Linked DNA regions of Mus musculus: all the other regions are linked to region 1. The links are chromatin contacts, called in public HiChIP or PLAC-seq maps. All regions are on one chromosome and are shown on one strand. Each heading gives the region's core, a stretch centred on a gene start, on an enhancer-like site or on the middle of the called end of the contact. The rest is flanking DNA. Distances are from core to core; before and after follow the strand shown.

Region 1 (3,977 bases), core at 545-3,044:
CCATGGTAGTCTGCAGCCTCGGACGGCCAAAAGAAACCCTTCCTGAAGCCGCTTCTGTCGGGCAGCTTGTCACAACAGTGAGAAACAAATTCAACAAGGCCCAGCAGTGGCAAGTGGCCTGTGAGTTGTTACTTAGTCTTACTACATATGGAAAGACGGTTTGCCACTGAGGGTGTCAGTGAGCCTTCTAGCAGGAGAAAAAGCTGACATTTCTCATTGCCACAGTAGGAAGACAAGCCCCCAAACAGCATACACCAGGTACTCTGTGATTGGCTCTCCCCTGACCCCCAGTCTGCAGACATAGATCTTCCCGGCCACATGCTCCATCTCCTCCTGTCAGTGAGCACACAAAACACCTGAGAGCGGTTGACAAGAGTATAGAAAATGTCAGCAAGTGCCTGGCTGTTCCCAGGTGGGCTGTCACCCTTAGGGAGTGCACATAGCAGCTGAGATGAATGGCTGCCTCACATTTGCGAAAATGTATTTCCCTAAGAACTGGGCCATATTCATAAGGGGAAATGGAATTTTGGGGCAATGTACTAAAAGCAGACTACCTGGGTTTGCTTCCTAGCCTGTGCCCATTGCTATCCATTTTCTGGGGACCTCAGTTTCCCTGCCTGTGAAATGGAGGAAGTCCCAGCCTCCCTGGGCCTTTTTGAGGATATGTGATGGAATGGTGGAGACCAACTGAGCCTAGAGCACCCCCTCTGGCCATTTGCCTTTGCAGGGCAATGATGTCTGTGTCCCCAGGAACAACAGAAGAGAAGGGACTCTGCCACCTTCCAGCCAGATCCTCTGAACCTTGCATGCTTGGAGAATCCAGGAGTCTCTGATCTTGCTTTTTTATTTTTATTTTTTTAACAATTTTTATTAGATATTTTCTTCATTTACAATTCAAATGCTATCTCAAAAGTCCCTTATACCCTCCCCTGCCCTGCTCCCTAACCCACCGACTCCCACTTCCTGGCCCTGGCATTCCCCTGTATTGGGGCATATAATCTTTGCAAGACCAAGGGCTTCTCTTCCCAGTGATGGCCCACTAGGCCATCTTCTGCTACATATGCAGCTAGACACACGAGCTCTGGGGGGTACTGATTAGTTCATATTGTTGTTCCACCTATAGGGTTGCAGATCCCTTCAGCTCCTTGGGTACTTTCTCTAGCTTCTCCTTTGGGGGCCCTGTGTTCCTTCCAATAGCTGAATGTGAGCATCCACTTCTGTATTTGCCAGGCACTGGCATAGCCTCACAAGAGACAGCTATATCAGAGTCATGTCCCAAAGGTCCAACCCTACCTCAAATTCCGTACTCAGGATCCTGTGGAGGGAGAAGACAGAAAGAGGGGATCCCACCTCCATGGTACTCTGTTACTCGGTGCTCAGGAAGGGGAATCAGCATCAGTGTTACCCAGAGTCAAGGTGTGAAGCCTGGGGAGGCACAGGAGGGGAGGAGTGGGAAGATGGCGGTGGTTTATGTGTCTAGGTAATCCAGGCATGGACAGCCCCAGAGCAGGTGTCTGTGCTAGTTTATCCTAAGGGTATCCTAAGCACCCCCCAAGACCTCAACCCACCAGGACAGCAGCTTCCTGAGTACCCTCTGGTCTGTTTCTGCCTTGTTTGGCTTTTGTTCCGGTGAGGTCCAGCCTTCTCCCCTCTGATCTTCCCTTCCTCGGGCTGACCTGGCTCTTGGGCTGGGTGGGGCGTCCTCAGAGCTGGGAGCCGCCTCCCACCCTGCACCCCAGGGACCAGTCAGACTTTCCTGCTTTGTTTATTCACAGAACCAGGAGACACAAGCTCTGCTCTGAGTCACCCTGCTCCCGGGGCACTGATTCATGGAGGAGGCCCCTGCAGGGGACTGACCCCAGCCATTAACTTCTTGCTTCTTTGAGATCTTTACAAAAGGAATCCGTGGTTTTGAATCAAGGACTAAGGTGCAGGCCTGTGAGTGTGTGACATATTTATGGTGGTGAGTGCTACAGAGGGAATCTGAGCGTGGGAGAGCTTGCCCCTCACCTCTAGCCACTTCCCGCCTAGCTGATGGAAACTCACAAAAATGTCAGTCATTACTCTGAAAAAAAAAAAGATTTGGTCATCTGGCAAGTGTGGTCCTAGAATTTGCCAGAAGTATGCGTCAAATGTGTGAAAGAAAACAAGAATAACAAAAATTAGATTACAACTAAGGACTGCAAAAGGAGACACAAGATTCAGAGTCTGGTTGCTCTCCAGCTCAGAGGGGAGCTTGGTCTATGAAGGGGCTGCAGAGGGCGGGTCCCAGGAAACGGGATGTTAGGAGATCCAGGTTGGAAGCTATGCCCACATAGTCCCCAACCCTCCCAGGTCCTCAGCATGAACCATACACAGCATCAACTGCAACCTAGGTGCTGAGTGAGTAACCTTTTACCCTACAGAAAGAAGGGCAATACAAACACCTACAGGTGAGTGGCTACCTTCCTGCTCCCAGGACTGAGGTGGCTTTAAATGGCTGTTCTCAGCATGGTCCAGGGGAGTGGTCAATGAGTTCATTGAGATGTTTTTGCTTCCTTGTCTGTTTTCTGCTTGCCTCCACAATCTGCAGCGGCCAGTGACTGGTGTCCTCTCAAATGGCACCCCAGAGGACTGGAGAACACAGAGAGGAACCCGAGTCTTGAGGTGAGTCTGCTGGTGGGAAGATGGACACATGGGGATCTCTGCCCTAAACCTGAACAATCAACCAGTCAAGGACCTCACAGAGGCAGGTGGCTCTGGCAGATGGAGCTTAAGATGTGGCCTCATAGTCATAACTGCATCCCTGTGGTCAAGGGGAACCCGTGAGCTACACTATTGACCTAAGGCAGGCTAGCTAGCACACTCCAGAGGAATGCCCCAGACTAGCCCAACAGTCTCTGTGTGAGGACAGGGACGGGGTGACCCGTGGATTGAGGAAGACATGACAATATCCCTCAAAAGGCCACTTTCTGGATTTTGTTGTAGAGCCTGCAGCACGCTGGGCCAGCGCCCCACCACCCAGCCACCTTCCTAGATCACTTCAGTAGGATGCAGAGAGAAAGTTCTAATGCCAACCCATCCCCTGGGGAGCAGTGGCTGAAACAGTGTGGTGACGGCATTGTTTCATGGAGGTGAGCAGAGGGTTAGTTGACCTCTCCTTTAGGAAGGGGTGCTGGTGGGCCTTCTTTGTCTTTAAGAACCTACTCTGTGTCCATGCACCCAGACAGCAAAGGTGAATCAAGGCATCTATGGGGTATTTAGTAAACAAGCATGCCCCAGACCCAAGCTCACTGTATATGGTTGGTTTCAGGCTACTTCACTGAGTTACAGCCTGAGGGGTTTTCTACTTTGTATGTACAATGGAATGAAGATTGGGGTGGGGGGAGTGTTTGCATGATGTTGCACTGTGCGGTTGTAACCGTTCTGTTTTTGAAATTGATTATTGTTCCCTTCTCACTGTGTCTAATTTACGGTTAAACGCTATTGTCCTATCATTTCCATGGCTACTCCTTAACTGTAATCTTGCTACTGTTATGAACTGTAAATATCGGATATGCAGGATGTCTGATATTGGAACCTGAAGGGAGTGACACCCACAGGTTGAGAAGAAGTTGCAACCACTGATTTAGAAGGCTCCCTACACGCAGAGTCACTGGTTCAAGGGGATCCTAGCTGGGATGTATCTCAAGGGTAGAATACCTGCCTTCCCCAGCAACAAAAAAGCTGTGTGAAGAGCAGTAGCTTGAATAATCTAGAAAGTGTGCTGAGAAGGGATATTTTCAACGTTAAAACCTCCGACTCTTCTTAGGCAAACTGCATGAGTTTTCTCCCAGGCCAGAGATGGGGGACGAGACTCACTCCCACCTCCCTCAGTTCTGAAGGTGATCACGTTTGCTCCTCTCAATGAGCCAGAGCATCTGCCAACATTTAGAGTTTCTTGTATTATCATTGAAATCGCACACTTTCCTTGGGGTTTCTTTTCTGTTGTGAACGTG
Region 2 (3,549 bases), core at 104-2,603, 920 kb after region 1:
TGGGGTCAAAGACTGTGTTAAAAGGAAAGCAAGCTGAGCCTGAGGCTTCACTGGGTATTGCTTCCTCACTGTGGGTGAAATGTCACCAGACCAAACTCTCACAACCACGACTCCCCATCATGATGGGAAACACTCTGAGCTAAAACACACCCCCTCTTCCTTAAGTAATTATTATGAGGTGTTTTGTCACAGCAAGGAGAAAGACAACTGATAAAGGTCTAAGAGAAGGGTACTAAACTCAAGCTAGTGGCAGTGGCTCAGAAGACAGTATGTGCATGTTCTACATCCACATGTCTATCCTTCACTCTGTCTGTCCATCCATCCATCCATCCATCCATCCATCCATCCATCATTAGATCCTCATTACAGAATGCCATAAACCAGGCATGATGATCAGATTAAGAAAAAAAATAGACATGGTTCATCTTTTTGTTATTGCTTTCCTTGAATTCTCTCCTCTGTGCATAAAAGTAGAGGCAACAGGCAATGCCAGTCAAGCTCTGTTCTTGGGCACTATATACTCCAGCGCTTAATAACATCAAGGGCAATAGCACAAGTAGGGACTATTTGCGGGAGAGGTGAGCAAGGCTCAGAGACGGTGAGTGTCTGATCAGAGAGTGACATAGCCTTGGCTTTCATAGTCAGCTTAGGACACCTCTCTCTACTTACCTGCTCCAGGGAACCTGTCCCAAGTTCTATTTACTGAGGTGGGTGGTACAGAGGAACAAGAGAGAATCTCTTGTTTTATTCATGAGCATTAATTTCTCACTGAAGCAATGATTCATATGATGTAGAAGGACTGGGAAGAGTGAAGCAATGATGTCTTTAGTTCCTTGCATAGTGGAGAAAGCTCTCAGTGGGTTAAGTTTACCGCCAGTGAGCAGTTTCTACGGGAAATTCCGTCCCAAACTCCAAACAATTACCTTGGAAACAGCCCTGGAATGGAGCCTGTGTGTAAATCAGAGCATGTGTGACTGTGAAATTTGGTCGTTGTGGACACACCTCCAATGGGGCTGCTTTCCCTCACTCTTGCTTTCTCTCACCTTTCTCTGCATTGTGCTGTGCAAAGACCCTCGGCTTCCTGTTCTAGTAAGCTGGCCAACTCCCTCCCCTAGTCTTGCACACATTTCTGTAACTACCCCCCAGAGGCTTCCTTCATCAAGTAAGGAAAACCGAATTCTGTTTTCCTAAGTGACGGGATGTGTTTATCCAGGGACTCCAAGCGGGCTCCAGTGCCTGGCCAGATGGTTCCAGATACGCTCAGCAGAACGCAAGGCGCAGGCCCCAGGGCTCTCCACAACCATGTGACTCACAGAAGGCCGGTGCCAAAGACGTGCACTGAGTGTCCTGCCCATGCTGGGCTGCACATAGGGTACACACAGGCTTCTGCTCCTTGGCTGCCTTAGGTGGTGCTGGGGCGGGGGAAGGGGAGGGTGTGCTCTTGCTGGAACTGAGATCCACCCTCCCAGGCCAACCGTGACTCATGTCTATTTTTAGTTTACCACTCACCCAGGTGGGCCAGGTTCCATGCTAAGTGCTCTAAATTTTGTATCTCTGTTTTTTTTTTTTTTTTTGTTTTTTGTTTTTTTTTTTTTTACATGGAGTGATCATAGGCTTTGGTGCCCGTATTTCAGCACATGTGCCTCTGGCAAAGGGGAGATTAGCTTTTGGGGACCTAGGGAACTTACGACAGGCATCTGCTGATGGCGTTGTGAGCCTGTTGAGTCCATGAGCTGAGGGGCAGGGTTGGCAACCAGGATCATGTCTGTCACTATGCGCAGTGTGCTTTGCTGGGGTAGACATGACTGATGGGTTTTGACACTCTCCCACTGGCTTGGACATTGCTTTGAAGAAAGGTCATTGGTTAGTAGCCACTCCTGTCTCTGAATCTCTCTCTCTCTCTCTCTCTCTCTCTCTCTCTCTCTCTCTCTCTCTGTGTGTGTGTGTGTGTGTGTGTGTGTGTGGAATGTGGTCAGGTTAGCTGTGCACAGCCCTCTGCTCTCCTGGGTTAATGGGCATCATGTATGATTTATCTGGTATAGAAAATTTACTTAGATCTTTTTATGGCCATATTGTCCAGAATGTGCCAGATTTCCTCAAGTTAAAGCAGGGCCAGGCCTGCTTAGTCTTTGCATGTGAGACACACCTGCTTGCTTGGTTTCAGTTGTTCCCTCCTCCTCCTCTTCCTCCTTTTCTTCTTCCTCTTCCTCCTCTTTTTCCTCTTCCTCCTTTTTCTTCATCTCTTCCACCTCGTTTCTTCCTCCACCTACTCCTTTTGTTTCTCCTCCACTTCCTCTTCCTATCCCTATTCCTCCTCCTCTTCTTCCTCCTCCTACTCATCTTCTTCCTCCTCTTCCTCCTCCTCCTTTCTGAGATATGGTCTCATGTGTCTCAGGCTAGCCTCTACAGCTTTGACCTTCTGGTCCCCCTCCTTGAACCTCCTGAGTGTTAGGATTACAGATTTGCACTACCACACCTGGCTTGATGCTGCAATTTGGATGGGGCTGGGACTTTCTGCCTGTTAGCCAAGCACCCTATTAATAGAATTACATCCCCAGCCCTTGACTTACCAGTTTAGTAGTGTGGATGGATAATCTGACTTAGAATTCCTTAGAGCCAGACTGAGCCAAAAGTGATTTTAAGCCATGTATTTGGGAGGAGGTCTTGGGAAGAGCCTGGTTGGAGCAGCAAGATGTGTGGTGAGTGATCAAGTGGCCTCTGTGGCCTTACTGGGGACCTTGTGATGACTGTCTCGGTGCTCTGTGATGTGGTCAAGGGATAGACAGTGGATTGCTTGCTTCCTAGTTCTGGCCTGTTGTTGACTGATAGATGCTCAGGGGTCCTTAGTACCCTACATCTTTGTCTGATCAGCTTGTCAACCATGTGGTCTGGAGCACTAGAGAAGCCCTTAGGCTTAGAGCTTCAGGCTGTTCAGCAGGGACAGAGGAAAAGGGGAGAGTAGGTTCCCGGGCTATTCTCTCAGTCTCATGTCTAGCATCTAGCAGAGGAGAGAGCCCCTGGCCTGGCTCCACACCCCCACACCCCCGCTTTGCTCTCCTGCACTAGACACACTGTCCAACTTCTCTGACAGCTGTAGTTCTTGTCCAGAATTGTCCTCTAAGGGCTTGCTACGGAGTGACATGAGGTAATGTCTATGAAAGGCTGTGTGAATTTCAGAGGTCTTGGGAAGTCTGTGCTATTGGCTACCTTCCCTCCTTCCCTCCCTCCCCTCCCCTCCCCTTCCCCTTCTCCTTCCTTCCTTCCTTCCTTCCTTCCTTCCTTCCTTCCTTCCTATGGATACAGGAGAAATCTGAGCCTCTTCTTGGGGTTGTATGCATCATTAATAAAACAATTTAAGAATGGACTCAAACAGAAGCTCAAGGACAATTTTATTAGAGTTTAAAGGAAACCAGCTGTATCTGAGCTGCCACACAGAGGAGAACAGAGGAGGGGGGAAGAAAGCCATGCCACTGAAGCAGCATGGGAGGTGGACATACAACAGACAAGCAGCCACGTGGTGCAGGAGGAAGCTATAGAGAAAGCAAGGAA
Region 3 (3,580 bases), core at 263-2,762, 970 kb before region 1:
CAGACAGCAAGGACTGTGAAGGAGGCAGGGGTGAGGGTGTGTGTGTGTGTGTGTCAGGTCTCAGGCCATTCCTGAGGATTTCTGCACAGATGCTGGAGACCCCAACCAGGCCTGCACCACTGGGTCTGCTAGGGGTAATATTTCACTTGAGAGAGAGGAACCAGGAAAGGCCAACAGAGGGATGGGATTAGGGACCCTGCTGTCACTTACCTTCTGTTAACAGGACTGGGTATCCCTGTGTATGTGGGAGCAGGTGTGTTTGCCTTAGTGAGTGAGTCTGCCCCTGAGGTTGCTCCTGTGCACTTGAGGCAGTACCGATGTGGAGGCGTGGAAGGTACCCACAGCCCAGCTCTTTACACAGGAGGGCCTCAGGGCCTAGCCGAACAGAAACAGTTTTTCCTTGGTTGAACCACAAAGCCCTTCAGAAACCTGGTCCTAGCCTATTATTCAACCAAATCCCCTTCCTTTGCAGTTGTTTTATTGCGTTTCTCAAGCTATGGGGCAGATATTTAATTTCTTAAGATGTTCTTTGCATTATCTGAACTTTGTCATATGTATGCATGATCCACTGGACCACAAAAGCCGAAGTGAAGACTGCACAGTGTGTTGTCATTTGTCACTCAGCTGACCTTTCTCAGGGCGATGCACAGCTGCTGAGTCCTGGGCCCTGATAGGGAGTTCTGCCTGTTTCAAGATCTACCCATGGGTATCAACTCCCTGTGCATAGTCCTAGCAAAAGAAGTTATCACGCATCTGTCCCTCGGGAAAATGAATTGGTGGCCCCCGCAGAACATCCAGACATGGGTATTACCCCAGGATACCCCCGGGGAGGAAGCCCTGAGAAATGGAGTTTGTCTGAGGGCTACTCAATTTCAATTTCCTGCCCTGACCCTAGGAAACTTTTTTTTTTTTTTTTTTTAGCCTATCTCAAGCCCAGGAAAGGAAAGAGATTTTTGGAACAGCTTGAGGTGACTGACTCCTGGTGGTCCAGAAGCCATTATGGAGGGCACAGGAGCCACTATCAAGGAAGAAGATAACGATGTCAACCTATGAACTTCAGTAGTGTTTACGAGCCTCCTGAGCCAGTGTTGGAGTCACAGAGACAACCCCCCGCCCCACCCCCACCTCCAGGAGAACAGATGGTACCCCTGCCTTGAGTAGGAAGATCATTCTTCCTTCCTTCAAAGGTGTCCCACGAGGAAGGTAGAGTCTCTTCCTTCACATACAACAGCCCACCTCTCTGAGCGACCCAAGCCTTGTCAAGGGGGTGAGTTTGGCCCAAGTGGACAGGATCAAGGAGTAGCATGGTGCTCCAAGCGCCTGGAGGGCCCTCTGGGACACAGCCAAGAGCTGGGCTGTGGGTGGCCAGGCCCCAGGCTGTTCATCCCATTCCACCGAGGGCAGCCTTCTGCTCAGGCCGAGCAGGTGCGGCCCCAGACAGCTGGGCTGCCCAGCATGCTTGTGGCGTGAAGTCAGCTGCCCAGCCCGGCCACCAGCCGCACCCTGGCTATTTTGGGAGCCTCCAGCTCAGAACTCTGCCTAGCTGTTCCCACCCCTGCAGCTCCTGGGAGTCTGATTAGAGTGTGGACAATGCCCCTCTTGTTGCACATCTGTCCCTTCCCCACAGCCCCTGCGGCCCTCTCTTCCCCCATAGACACAGCTGGTCCTGCCTGAGGGTGGGGAGCTGTGCCTGGCAGGAGGAAGCTGGCCTTGTGTTGGGTCTTAGGATCACAGCAGAACTGGGCCTCAAAGCGTCAGAAGGAAGAGGCTGGCAGGATGACCTTGGTAGCATTCACTGTTAGAGAGTAAGAACTTGACACTCCCAGAGAAGTGGCAAGGCCTACCCTACCTTGGCAAAGAGGAGATCTGGAAAATTCTCCCCAGATCCTCCTACCCTGGGCCTTCCCCAGCCCTGAGATTGTTGCTAGAGAGGTGGTCAGGGTAGAGCAAGATTTGCTGCTCAGCAGGGCGGTCCCGGTCTCTCCTGAACAGTTGAGAGCATGTGTGGGTTCCCTGCAAATGGCAAACTACATTGATTGTTCCTCCTGGGATTGTCTGGACAGATTTCAAGACCTAATGTTAAGGAGTGCATTAGACTTAGTCCTGGACTAGAGCATGTCCCCCTGAACGTGCAGTCTGAACCTGGAATATTCGCCTTGATCTTGGAGCAGGCAGTCCTTCGCCCTGGAATATGTGCAAGAAGCACCTGCAGAAGCAGGCGTGGGAGGAGGGACCTTTAAGCATCTCTTCTGCTGGGCTGGGGAGTTGGGTTCTTCACTGTGGGTCAGATGAGGGAGAGGATACAATGCTGTGGGGTGTTGTGGGAGCAAGTGAGGCAGGGCCACCGTGGGCCAGGTGACTTTAGTATTAGGATACTTTGGTAACAGGACCCATGATGGGGTTCTGAGTGAGTGAGCTGGGGTGAGGTCAAGGGTCAAGGGGGAGGAGCAGAGGGCCTGGAAGGACATAGTGGAGGTCACTGGGGATATAGTTAAATTGAGCGGGCCAAGGACCCATGTTCATGGAGTGTGCTTGGCAGAACACCGGTGCACCTGCGTATTCGATCGTGGAAACAAGGCTAAAGGCTCTGGCTGCCTTGAGATAGGACCTGGCCCTGAGTTCCAGATGCTCTGCATAGGACCCGGAGGTATCTGGGCCTAAGCCGGAGTGCAGCCCTTGAGGACAAAGCATGCTCCACACTCTGGAGTCTGGTCTTCCCTGAACTCCTGCTGTGGGACCTTCAAGCAGTCCGCCTTCTCCAGGCTCCCGCTCACTCACCTTTGCCTGTTCTGGCTGTCGTACCAAATCCACAGACCGAATGGCTCATGAACATTATAACCTTCTTTGACCCTGAAATCCAACCAAGGCAGAAGCAGATGCTGCATTTTCTATGACATTGAGGGCCAACTTTTCCATAGGTGATGTGTCATTGTGTAAGGGGCAAAGAGGCTATCTCTACCTCCTGCCCCCTCTCTCTGTGTAGGCTAGAGGCCAGCCTTGAGTATCTTCCCAATTGCTCCCCACCATGTTTTTAGATAGTGTCTCTTAATGATCCTGGAGCACACGAATTCTGCAAGACTAACTGTCCAGTGAGCTCAGGAGTCCTCTCATCTCGGATTCTTCAGTGCCTGGATTACAAGCGTGCACCACCGTGCCTGGCTTTTCCTGTGAGTGCTGGGAATCTGAACTCAGGTTCTCATGATTGCTTGACATTCACTTTATCAACTGAGCTGAGTCATCTCTCCAGCCATAGCTGGTGTTTGTTTGTTTTGTCAGAGTATCTCATTGGCCTGGACCTTGACAAGCAGGTTAGTGAGCCCCGAGAATCCACCTATTTCCACATTGACAGTGCTAGGATTACAGATGTGCATCATCATGCCCAGATTTGGGGGTGGTGTCTGAGGAAACAAGGCAAGGACTTAATGGACAGAGCTATCTCCTTGGCTGCTTTTCTTCCTTTGTAAGGACTTGAATTCTCTTCATAAGGGCTGTTTGCAAAATGTACTTACTTATCCCCAGAGGCTCACAACACTATGGTATCGAGCATTAGGTTTCAGTATGTAGATTCAGGGGACAGAAA

Evidence for each region. HiChIP or PLAC-seq counts read pairs in DNA pulled down with a chosen protein or histone mark.
Region 2: a contact with region 1 is called in a FOXA1 HiChIP or PLAC-seq map of pancreatic cancer cells. The contact joins two enhancer-like sites. A contact is called at or near these places in 1 of 39 promoter capture datasets (pre-B cells), 1 of 115 datasets of contacts at active chromatin or transcription factors (pancreatic cancer cells) and 1 of 9 other capture datasets (liver).
Region 3: an HNF4G HiChIP or PLAC-seq map of pancreatic cancer cells shows a contact between it and region 1. The contact joins two enhancer-like sites. A contact is called at or near these places in 4 of 39 promoter capture datasets (the HPC-7 cell line, liver, pre-B cells and 1 more) and 1 of 115 datasets of contacts at active chromatin or transcription factors (pancreatic cancer cells).

What each region holds. Positions count from the first base shown.
Region 1 is chr1:91,814,673-91,818,649 of GRCm38.p6, reverse strand. All of the region lies in intron 1 of Twist2 (twist basic helix-loop-helix transcription factor 2), which reads right to left. It overlaps Gm46117 (a long non-coding RNA gene), which reads left to right. Exons shown (of 3, transcript XR_001779204.2): 2 at 2,573-2,646; 3 at 2,968-3,223. Among named protein-coding and RNA genes, the nearest start is that of Gm46117, 15 kb to the left of the region's middle. Within about 2 kb of position 1,794, at least 77 of the 459 cell types and tissues checked have an H3K27ac peak or open chromatin away from gene starts, as enhancers often do. A contact at or near this core is called in pancreatic cancer cells, where this site is marked.
Region 2 is chr1:90,894,690-90,898,238 of GRCm38.p6, reverse strand. All of the region lies in intron 4 of Gm35381 (a long non-coding RNA gene), which reads left to right. Among named protein-coding and RNA genes, the nearest start is that of Gm35381, 13 kb to the left of the region's middle. Within about 2 kb of position 1,353, at least 125 of the 459 cell types and tissues checked have an H3K27ac peak or open chromatin away from gene starts, as enhancers often do. A contact at or near this core is called in pancreatic cancer cells, where this site is marked.
Region 3 is chr1:92,785,308-92,788,887 of GRCm38.p6, reverse strand. No RefSeq gene overlaps it. Among named protein-coding and RNA genes, the nearest start is that of Gm36102, 35 kb to the right of the region's middle. Within about 2 kb of position 1,512, at least 62 of the 459 cell types and tissues checked have an H3K27ac peak or open chromatin away from gene starts, as enhancers often do. A contact at or near this core is called in pancreatic cancer cells, where this site is marked.